Regions from separate parts of the Mus musculus genome. Here region 1 is linked to region 2. The links are chromatin contacts, called in public HiChIP or PLAC-seq maps. All regions are on one chromosome and are shown on one strand. The core of a region is the stretch at or near the end of the contact, and the rest is flanking DNA. Distances in the headings are between cores, read along the strand shown. Region 1 holds the start of BC065403 (cDNA sequence BC065403). Region 2 has its middle 59 kb from the start of Tcf12.

The links. HiChIP or PLAC-seq counts read pairs in DNA pulled down with a chosen protein or histone mark.
Region 1: an H3K4me3 HiChIP or PLAC-seq map of embryonic stem cells shows a contact between it and region 2, with 20 read pairs. The contact joins the promoter of BC065403 here to the enhancer-like site in region 2. A contact is called at or near these places in 12 of 39 promoter capture datasets (the 3T3-L1 cell line, the HPC-7 cell line, embryonic stem cells and 7 more), 1 of 15 datasets of contacts at CTCF or cohesin (large pre-B cells), 3 of 484 Hi-C or Micro-C datasets (cortical neurons, forebrain and nephron progenitors), 5 of 115 datasets of contacts at active chromatin or transcription factors (bone marrow-derived macrophages, double positive thymocytes, embryonic midbrain and 1 more) and 1 of 9 other capture datasets (embryonic stem cells).

What each region holds. Positions count from the first base shown.
Region 1 is chr9:72,408,538-72,413,020 of GRCm38.p6, forward strand. BC065403 (cDNA sequence BC065403) reads right to left here and starts at 1,330. Exons shown (of 2, transcript NR_152222.1): 1 at 1,133-1,330; 2 at 107-951. Gm27230 (a long non-coding RNA gene) reads left to right here. Exons shown (of 8, transcript XR_003948355.1): 6 at 751-793; 7 at 876-1,474; 8 at 2,180-2,358.
Region 2 is chr9:72,168,625-72,173,358 of GRCm38.p6, forward strand. No RefSeq gene overlaps it. Among named protein-coding and RNA genes, the nearest start is that of Tcf12, 59 kb to the left of the region's middle. Within about 2 kb of position 1,722, at least 95 of the 459 cell types and tissues checked have an H3K27ac peak or open chromatin away from gene starts, as enhancers often do. A contact at or near this core is called in the HPC-7 cell line, double positive thymocytes, embryonic stem cells and 3 more, where this site is marked.

The sequences.
Region 1 (4,483 bases), core at 80-2,579, 240 kb after region 2:
GCTACATTGTGGCGTCCTCAGTGGTCTCAGGCACACACATTTACATACACTCAGTCACGAAGCAACTCCCAGTTGAATTAAGTACTGCAGAATGTGCTACAGCTAATTCAGACTTCATTCCAGTTTTAATAAGATCTATTTTTTTTCCAAAAGAAACACAATAGTGGGGGGGAAAAAAAGAAAGAAAATACTCGGTACTCAGGATATGAATGAAATGGCATCTCCAGAGGGCCGATGGGAATCCTGGACTTGCTTACTGGCTGTTTTGCAAAACAGGTTTTTAAAAAGTTACTTTTCAAAAATCATACACGAAATGAGGAACCAAAACAGTCGGGTATTAGGATCCGTTTAGAAAGCCCTAAGAAGTGGCTTTATAAAGAAGACTAGCTGGTTGGTCTGTTTATTCCAGGACAGTCATCCTTCTGTAAGATCTCCCCGCAGAACTAGCCACGTTTATGCCACAAACACCCGAGTAGGTGTGAATGCTCGGTGCAGATAGCAGAGTAATACTAGCAATCCTTAATCCCTAAAAGGATGTCATTTTTCAGTTTATTAAATATTTTCTCAACCCTTATCAATCTTAACTTTTCCAATCTTAGAAAACAATTTGTTTTGTGAGTAGATATAAATAAAACATACAGAAGTTGCTCTCTAAATCGAGAGAAAACTTTTCTTTGCGCACACTGGGGCCCGATGTGGATAACAGGATCATTAGCGACCAAACAGATGATGCCTCTTTCTCTCTAACAGAGACTCGCTCAGCGGCAGAGAGCCCTTCAATTCCAGCAGAGAGGTGAGCTCAGAACTTGTCACTGGTTTCTGCTTGTACTTAATCTTCCTGTTTATTCTTGCTTCATTAAAGTCAATCTCCACAGGGCAGACTGTCATCCGAGCTCGGCCCATCCTGCTGTCTGCGCTCTCCAGAGAGCGTGCTTGATCCTGATAAACAGACTGCGAGCCAGGCATGTGACTGAACGTGACTGAACTTCTTAAGGGAAATAGAAGACATAAAGGCGCCCCTCCCACACCCTCACAGCAGAATTTGTCAGGCAGGGCCATCCTCTCAATGGGGATGATGCTTTTCCAAAAGCCTGCCTTTCAGACTGTCTGAAGTGAGATAGAGGGTACTTACTGTTATCGTTGTGTGGCACGAGGCCCTTCAGGTTGCCTTAGCTGATGTCATTCATCTGCCAGGCCCCTCTCTTGGGATTCAGTATCATCTAGAAGCTGTCTCCTGAATGATGTGCTACCCCGCTAGGAACTGCAGACAAAGATACTGTCTGTGTTAGTTACTTCCTCATAGCTCTGACCACACGTCAGACTATCCCAGCATCCTCAAGATTTCAACATGAGAAAGCAAGAAAGGTCTTGAAGTCTGGACCCTTCCAGTAACTACTAGAAGTCCTATTGGAGGATTTACTACCCCACCCAAAGGGCTACTCTGGGCTTCCGGCCACCGTTCAGTTTCTCAGTGGTAAGAGCATTAGTGAAGTGGATTGACAGCTCAGCAGAGAAAAAGCTGCCCCAGCCGCTGTGGGGTTGGGGTGGGGTTGCAGCCTCTGCAGAGCCTCCCACGCTCAAAAGCTCAGCTCTCTACTCCATCTCTGGGCAGTGGCTTTTCCCTTGTACCTCTTACTTTGATCCTGTTTCTTGGCTTTTCTTAGGATGTATTATTTAGCACTTTATTCTTTTCCATCTTAAAATTGAATTGTTAAGTTAGGGGCTAGAACCAAGAGTTTGTGGAAATGGTTATGCAGTTCCTTCTATTAGGGGACTAGGGGAGTGTACTGAGTGAAGTTTCTCTTCTGGGTGCTGCTGGGAGACGAAGACTTCTGAGAGGTGAGGTATCAGGCCTTTCTTTGAGCATTGACAAAGAGGACATGTTGAGGTCCCCAAAGGAAGAACCCTCAAGGGAGCGGCCAGAGAGAGTTCAGGTGGGGGAAGTCGCAGGTCAGTTGAGGGACTTGGTTGATTTTTATGGCAACAGTGGCATCTGAACTCAGTCATGAAGGGTTTGGTTGCTCTGTGACATGGATACTTTGATTTTATCATTGTCAAGAGCTGAGAATACCACTTTTCATAAACATATATAGCACAAAATGTTAGGAGTGTCATTAGAGTCATTTCAGAAGTTGTTGAAGCTAAAATTTCTTTATTGGTTTCTTTTATGAAATTCAAGCCGGTAGTCAATAACAACTGGATTCAAGATCAAGCATTCCAACACAATTCAATCCAACAATATGCTAATTTGATGCTCACATAGTAAAGAATGATGAAACGAGAGAGCTGGCGAGATGGCTCAGCCGGTTAGAGCACTGACTGCTCTTCCAAAGGTCCTGAGTTCAAATCCCACCAACCACATGGTGGCTCACAACCACCTGTAAAGAGATCTGACGCCCTCTTCTGGTGTGTCTGAAGACAGCTACAGTGTACTTATGTATAATAACAAATAAATCTTTGGACTGGAGCGAGCGGAGCCAACCAGACTGAGCAGAGGTCCTAAATTCAATTCCCAACAACCACATGAAGGCTCACAACCATCTGTACAGCTACAGTGCACTCACATACATAAAATAAATAAATCTTAAAAAAAGAATGATTGGACAAAAATATTAAATGTCTTTGTTTTATATAATCTGTATATGTCTCTATATATGTCTTCTATATGTCTCTATGAGAATTGAAGACCTTGTATGTACAGAAAAAATACAAAATCCAACATACAGTAGCTCTGGCCTGAGCTGGGGTGATTCAGGCAGTGACCATGGGTGCTGTGTGGTGTCACAGTTCACCTGGTACATACAGACTGGCATGGTATGTTCAGATCGGAGGCTATAATGAAGTCACATGAAGCAACAAAGACAAGTACTTATACAGACACACTGATGCGTTGCATGCTTAGTTGGGAGTTAATTGTTTATGATTCATGTAGAAACCTTTCATTGTTGTCCAGACCGTCTCAGCCCCACATTCGCTTACCCCCATGTGGGACCACCACCCAGTTTAAGACGATGGACTTGTGGGTCCCAGTATCACGCTAGCTCTTATTTTTACGTCTCAAACCTTAGGACCAATCTACCTTTATACACTTGGAAAAATAATAGTCAAGTGCTTTAGCAGAAGTATAATTTCCCATTGTTTAATATGGCACAATATGTCAAGATCTGTCCACTTCAACTTTCCTCGTCTCCCAAATGTTCTTTATTCATGTTACCTGGCCATGACAGTGAAAAGAGAGATGAGACCCAAATAGCAAGCTTTTGAATGTATAGTGAAGGTTTTCCTAGCCAATCCAAGTAAATGTTTGGGGGACAGTGAACCTGAGGCTTGCTGAGCTGGGAGCCTTGTCTCCAGCTTGCATGCCCTGGCTCCCTCTAGTGTCCTTGGCTCAACCTTTTTTCCACAGAATTGAAGTATTCAAAATCTATACACTATTGAATGGAGGATTCACAGCCCACTTCAGCTGCGGCTTCCTTTTAACACCCCAAGTGACTCTTATGCATTGCTTTATCCACAGCAACTGTTCAAGCTTCTGTTATCTTCAATTGATGTCTCTTATTCCATTTGACTGTTTCTATTTTCTGCCTCCCCCTACCCCCCTCCGTCTCCCATCACAACTATAGCTTCAAAATAAGAACACACAATACAAGGCTTGCAGTATGTATCTAGCACTTTGAGTTTAGGATCCAAAAGACTAGAGTTAGCAGAAGTTGTGATGTGGTGACCACCATTCACAAGGTAGGAAGCCCACAGCAGTGCAGAGTTGCTGCTGTGTTAAGCCTGTGCGAGTAGCCAGTGAAATTTAAAGACACCGCATTAGAGGAGGCACAGACATCTGTAGACTGGCCCAGGTCTCACCAACCTTTCGTTGGTGGGGTGAGGCATGAAAAAGAGGACATGAGCAACAACCACCAAAGACAAAAAGCCACACGGAAGATGAAAATAAAGCCTGGGCCCCTCTGGTGAGAGGGGTGACATCAACTCAGAGGACCTGGCTGGTCTCATGGAGCTGGTGACATGAAAGCTTGACCTTGCAAGATGTGGAGGATTATGTGGGAGCAGGGAGGAAGTGTGGTGCCCTGAAGTATTTTCAGGGAAGGGTTTTGAAGGGAGGAGTTCTAGAAGTTGTGGCTAAGACAGGTTAGGGTTGAAGTGCAGGAGGCCTTGGATGCCAGCCAGGAAGTCCCCATTCTCCTAAGCAGAAGCCTAGGCCAGCTTTAGGAAGATGTGTGGAGCATGCTCAGTATCTGGACTGCTACATCACTTGCCTACTATGTGCAAGGCCTTGAGTTAGATCATCAGGTCCAAGTGGAGACTCTGTTAATGGAGTGAGGAGTGATGCTACATGTCTGTAATCTTACTACTTGGGAGGTGGAAGGCAGGAAGATCAGGAACTCAAGGCTAGTGTTGGCTAGAAAGCAAGTTCAAGGCCAGCCTGAGCTATATTCGATCCTATCTCCAATCAAGAAAAAAGAAAAAAAAA
Region 2 (4,734 bases), core at 472-2,971:
TCTTCCTCTGAAAGGCAACACAAGCGCTGGCCGTTGTTTCCTAGATCCAGACTCACCCCAGTCAGGCAGGTGGCTGCACAGGGGGCTTTTCTGAAAACAGAGTAAGATCAGACACATCTTACTGCTATGAGCATCTAAAGATTTCAACCGAGACAAAAAAAAAAATAAAGACAGACACACTGAAAACCAGGAAAAGACACATACACACATACACACACACACATACACACACACACACACACAAAACCTTCAGGAACTTAGAAAGCCACATGTATCATACAGACAGAGGACATTAGGTAGCTTGTTAGAAATGAGCAAGCTTGGGGCTGGTGAGATGGCTCAGTGGGTAAGAGCACCTGACTGTTCTTCCAAAGGTCCGGAGTTCAAATCCCAGCAACCACATGGTGGCTCACAACCATCCGTAACGAGATCTGACGCCCTCTTCTGGTGTGTCTAAAGACAGCTACAGTGTACTTACATATAATAAATAAATAAATCTTAAAAAAAAAAGGTTTAAAAAAAAAAAAGAAATGAGCAAGCTTGAAGCTCATTGAGGGTGGACCCTTCTGTCAGCATTAGACTCCATGTCTTGGTACGACACAAATTTTAAGGAAGAGGGACATTCCAAAGCTGCTCCTCCCTAGAACTGAAATATCATGGTTGATGGGCTCTAGCCCCTTTGCAAATGGCAGCAGAGGTTGAGAGCGCCCTTCTATGAAGACAGCAGGCGCCTCCCTTGCCCAGGCAAGCACAAGACCTCTTGCGATAAGGAGAAAATCCTGTTTTACAACCTCAGGGGTACAGCCTGAAGCCAGAAGGTGAAAATAACCAGGGTACATCTGAGGATAGGAAGTAGCGACCCACAGTGAGATGTTGAGCTGTGTGCTTATGGAATCTAGAAGCCCATCCCTTGTAGTTGGGGTAGACCCTCTCTGCTAAGCCGGCTCACCACCCAGAAAAGTATAATATAACCTGTTTGTTTGTTTTTTTTCCTCCTCTGTCTCCCTCTTTTGTACACTGCCTAAAATCTTAATCCTCTGTCCTTATCTCTGTCCCCCCTCCCCCCTTTCTCTCTCTGTTTGTGTCTGTCTCTCTTTCTCTCTTCCCCGCCTCCCCACTCCCACCCCCAACCCCATGCAGCTGCTACCAGACTCCTTGAAGCCCCTGCTTACTTTCCCCCTGCTTAGAAAGGACAACTCTCTCTTCGCATCTAGCCACGCTCCCTTTGTGCAGCAGCCTGAGACCTCCAGCCTGCCTGACCCACCCGTCACATGATGTCTTGCTCTCAAACTCCAATAAAAGTGTCCTCAAGTTTCCTTCTGAGTCTGTTTTAAATTATTTTATTTATGAGACTAGGGACCTGCACAGGGGACAGTGTTCTCCTGTGATAATAGGACACACGCAAGCAAAGATCTGAGGCGAGTCCGCACACTGCTGGCTGACCTCCAGGCAGGATGCAAACAGGAAGTAATATCTAAGGCGGGGTTGTAAACAGCCGGACTAGGCACAGAGGAAGCACCGCAGCACCTAGCTCGACTGCAAGGCCGAAAAGAAATATTTTATCCTCTCTTCCCCCTTCCTGTCTTTTTCCTCATTGAATCTTTTCTTTTTCCCTCACATCGACCAAAATCCTTTAAGCAGGAAAACATCCTACAATAACGAAGTTTACAGATAAGCAAACAAACCTGAGAGTTAATTCCTAGAAAACTGTCCCAATAGAAGTGCTTTATGCTGAAACAAAGGGATGCCACATACGGAGTACGAGTACCAGGAGGGGCTCAAAGTACAGCTGGAAGGGAAGGTACAAACCGCCATGCACACAGCCCTAGTCCAATCCCCCTCCGGTGGGGGTGGGGGTGGGGGTGGGGGTGGGGGGCTACGGGTACTCATGGCGGTATACACCTTTAATCCCAGCACTTGGGAGGCTGAAGAAGGAGAATTGTGTGTTTGAAGTCAACCTGAGATACATTGCAAGCTTAAGGCTCGTGTATGCTACATTCTAAGTCCCTGTAGTCTTGTTTTATATTCTGTGTCAGGACATTTTTCTATCTCAAACTTCTCTTCAATAAGATTTTTAAGACTGATGCTCTGTGTAACGTTTCCCTGTGTCTTGTTTTTTTTTTTTTTTTTTTTTTTGACATGTTCATATTCCTTGAAATATTTTGAGTAGTATTTCTGGAAATTGAATTTTTTTATTCTTTAATTATTTTAGTATACAATATAATGGCATTTTATCCTGACATTTTCATATACAGCAATGCATCTTGATCACAGTTACATTTACTCCCCAGCCCCTCCTGCCTTCCATGCTGTGATCCTCATCCTCTCGGCCCCCTGTGCTTTCACGTCTTAAAAATATATGGGGCAAGTGCGTGCGTGCGTGCGTGCGTGTGTGTGTGTGTGTGTGTGTGCCTGTATGCATGAGTTTGTGGTGTGTGTGTCTGTGTGTGTGCCTATATACATGAGTTTGTGTGTGTGTGTGTGTGTGTGTGTGTGCATGTGTGTGTGTGCATGCATGTGTAGTCAAATCTAACCTCCACGTATGAGAAACAAGCAGCATCCCTTTTGTGCCTTCAGAATCCTTCACAGAAAGCCCTGGTCTATGCAACTATTTCTCCTGTTTTCCCCTAGAAGTTTCGGGGTCTGGGGTCAGTTCCCTGAATTGCCCCTTCTTATCCTACCTACCTTTTACCCATAACCTCTACTGTAGACTTCACACATGAAAGAAAACATGCTTATTTTGTTTAACATAATGATTGCCAATTCCACACATTTTCCCGCAGCTCACACAGTTTTTATTCTTCTTACAGCTGAGGAAAGCCCTCTGCTGTTTGTTTATCACATTCTCCTTACCCAAGCATACGTTAGTAGGTTTCTGGGTTTCTGGGCTGCTTCCATATCTTCACTATTGCAAACAGTGCAGCAATAAATGTGGATAGATGACTCCACAGCTAAGAACACTGGCTGCTCTTGCAGAGGACAGATTCCCAGCACCCATGTGGTGGCTCACAACCATCTGTAGACCCCAGGGGTTCTGACTCCTCTTTTGGCCTCCAGAGGCCAAAATGCATATATGTGGTATGCATCTATAAAGGCAGAACAGCCATATACATACAATAAAACAAAATGAACACTTGAACATCACATCTTAGCTTCCTTCAGTCTTCTGGATACCCAGAGTGATACAAACCGAGTATGTGCTAGCTTGTTTTTGTTTTTAAGGAGCTCCCATCTGAAATCTGTAGTTAGGGTCCCTATTTCCCTCATCTTCTTTTTCCCCCAGATGGGGGGGGGGGTCTCTGAGTAGCCCTGGCTCTCCTGGAACTTTCTATGTAGATCAGGCTGGCCTTGAACTCACAAAGATCCACCTGCCTATGCCTCCTGAATTGCTGGGATTAAAGGCATGCATCACCATGCCCATCCCCAATTTTGTTTTCTCTAGGAGATCTACTCAGAATGGAGTGAGACGGACTCTCAGCTGGCTTTTAATCTTTGCCTCTCCAGTGGCTAAAAATGTTGGAGAGTTTTTCATACATTTGCTGATCAATTGTAGTTCATCTTTTGAGAACTGTCTATTCAGCTTGTTAGGTCATTTGTTGATAGAATAATTGTGTGTGTGTGTTTACAGAATCTAAGTTATTTCTCCCCTCTCAGATATATTGTTGGCAAAGATTTTTCTCCCATTCCATATGCCGACTATTCAATCTGTTTTTACTTTGCGGTGCAGAAATCTTTTAAATTCCCAGGTCAATTTTTGGAATTATTATTAATAATCTTATGGGTATGGGTGTTTTCCCTGAATGTATGTCTGTTCACCATTTTTGTGTCTGGTCCCCATGGAAGCCAGAAGAGGACACTGAATTTCCTGTACTGAAGCTACAGATGGTTGTGAGCCACCATGCTGGGAACCAAACCTGGGCCTTCTGGAAGAGCAGCCAGTCCTTGTCACCACAGAGCATCCTACCAGTCCCTCTTGGAAGTATTCCCTTTAGCATCCTTTACAGTAAGTCCTTGCCTCTGCTTAGATCCTGAAGTGTTTTGTTTATGTTTTCCTCAAGCCTTTGATCCATCTTGAATTGAGTGCATGTGTTTGTTTTAGTGTGTGTGTGTGTGTATGTGTGTGTGTGTGTGTAGACTTGTATCAAGTTGCATTATTTTATAGGTAGATATACAGTTTCCCCAGAACCATTCATTGAAATGGATGTTTTCTCTTTGGCACTTTTGTCAAAAATTAGATGGCTTTAACTGTCGGGGTTTCTTTATGGACACTCCATTCTGTCTCACTGGCCTATATATTTTTATTCTTACAATAGTTCTATAGAATAATTTGAGATTAAATCTAATTGATGCCTCCAGCCCTTCTCTTTGTCCTTAGAACGGCACTGGCTCTTCAGGCCTTTTGTATTTTCATATGAATCTTAGCACTTTAATTTTTTTTAGTCTGTAGATTGAAATTGTGTGTGTGACTATGAGTGAGTATGAGTGTGTGTATGTGTGTGTCTGTGTGAGTGAATGTGTGTAATATGTGTGTGCAACTGTATGTATGAGTGTGTGTATGTGTGTGTCTGTGTGAGTGAATGTGTGTAATATGTGTGTACAACTGTGAGTATGTATGAGTGTGTGAATGTGTGTGAGTGTGTATGTGAGTAAATGTGTGTAATATATATATACAAAGTGTGTATGAGTGTGTGTATGTGTGAGTGCCTGTGAGTGTGTGTGTGTATGTGAGTGAAT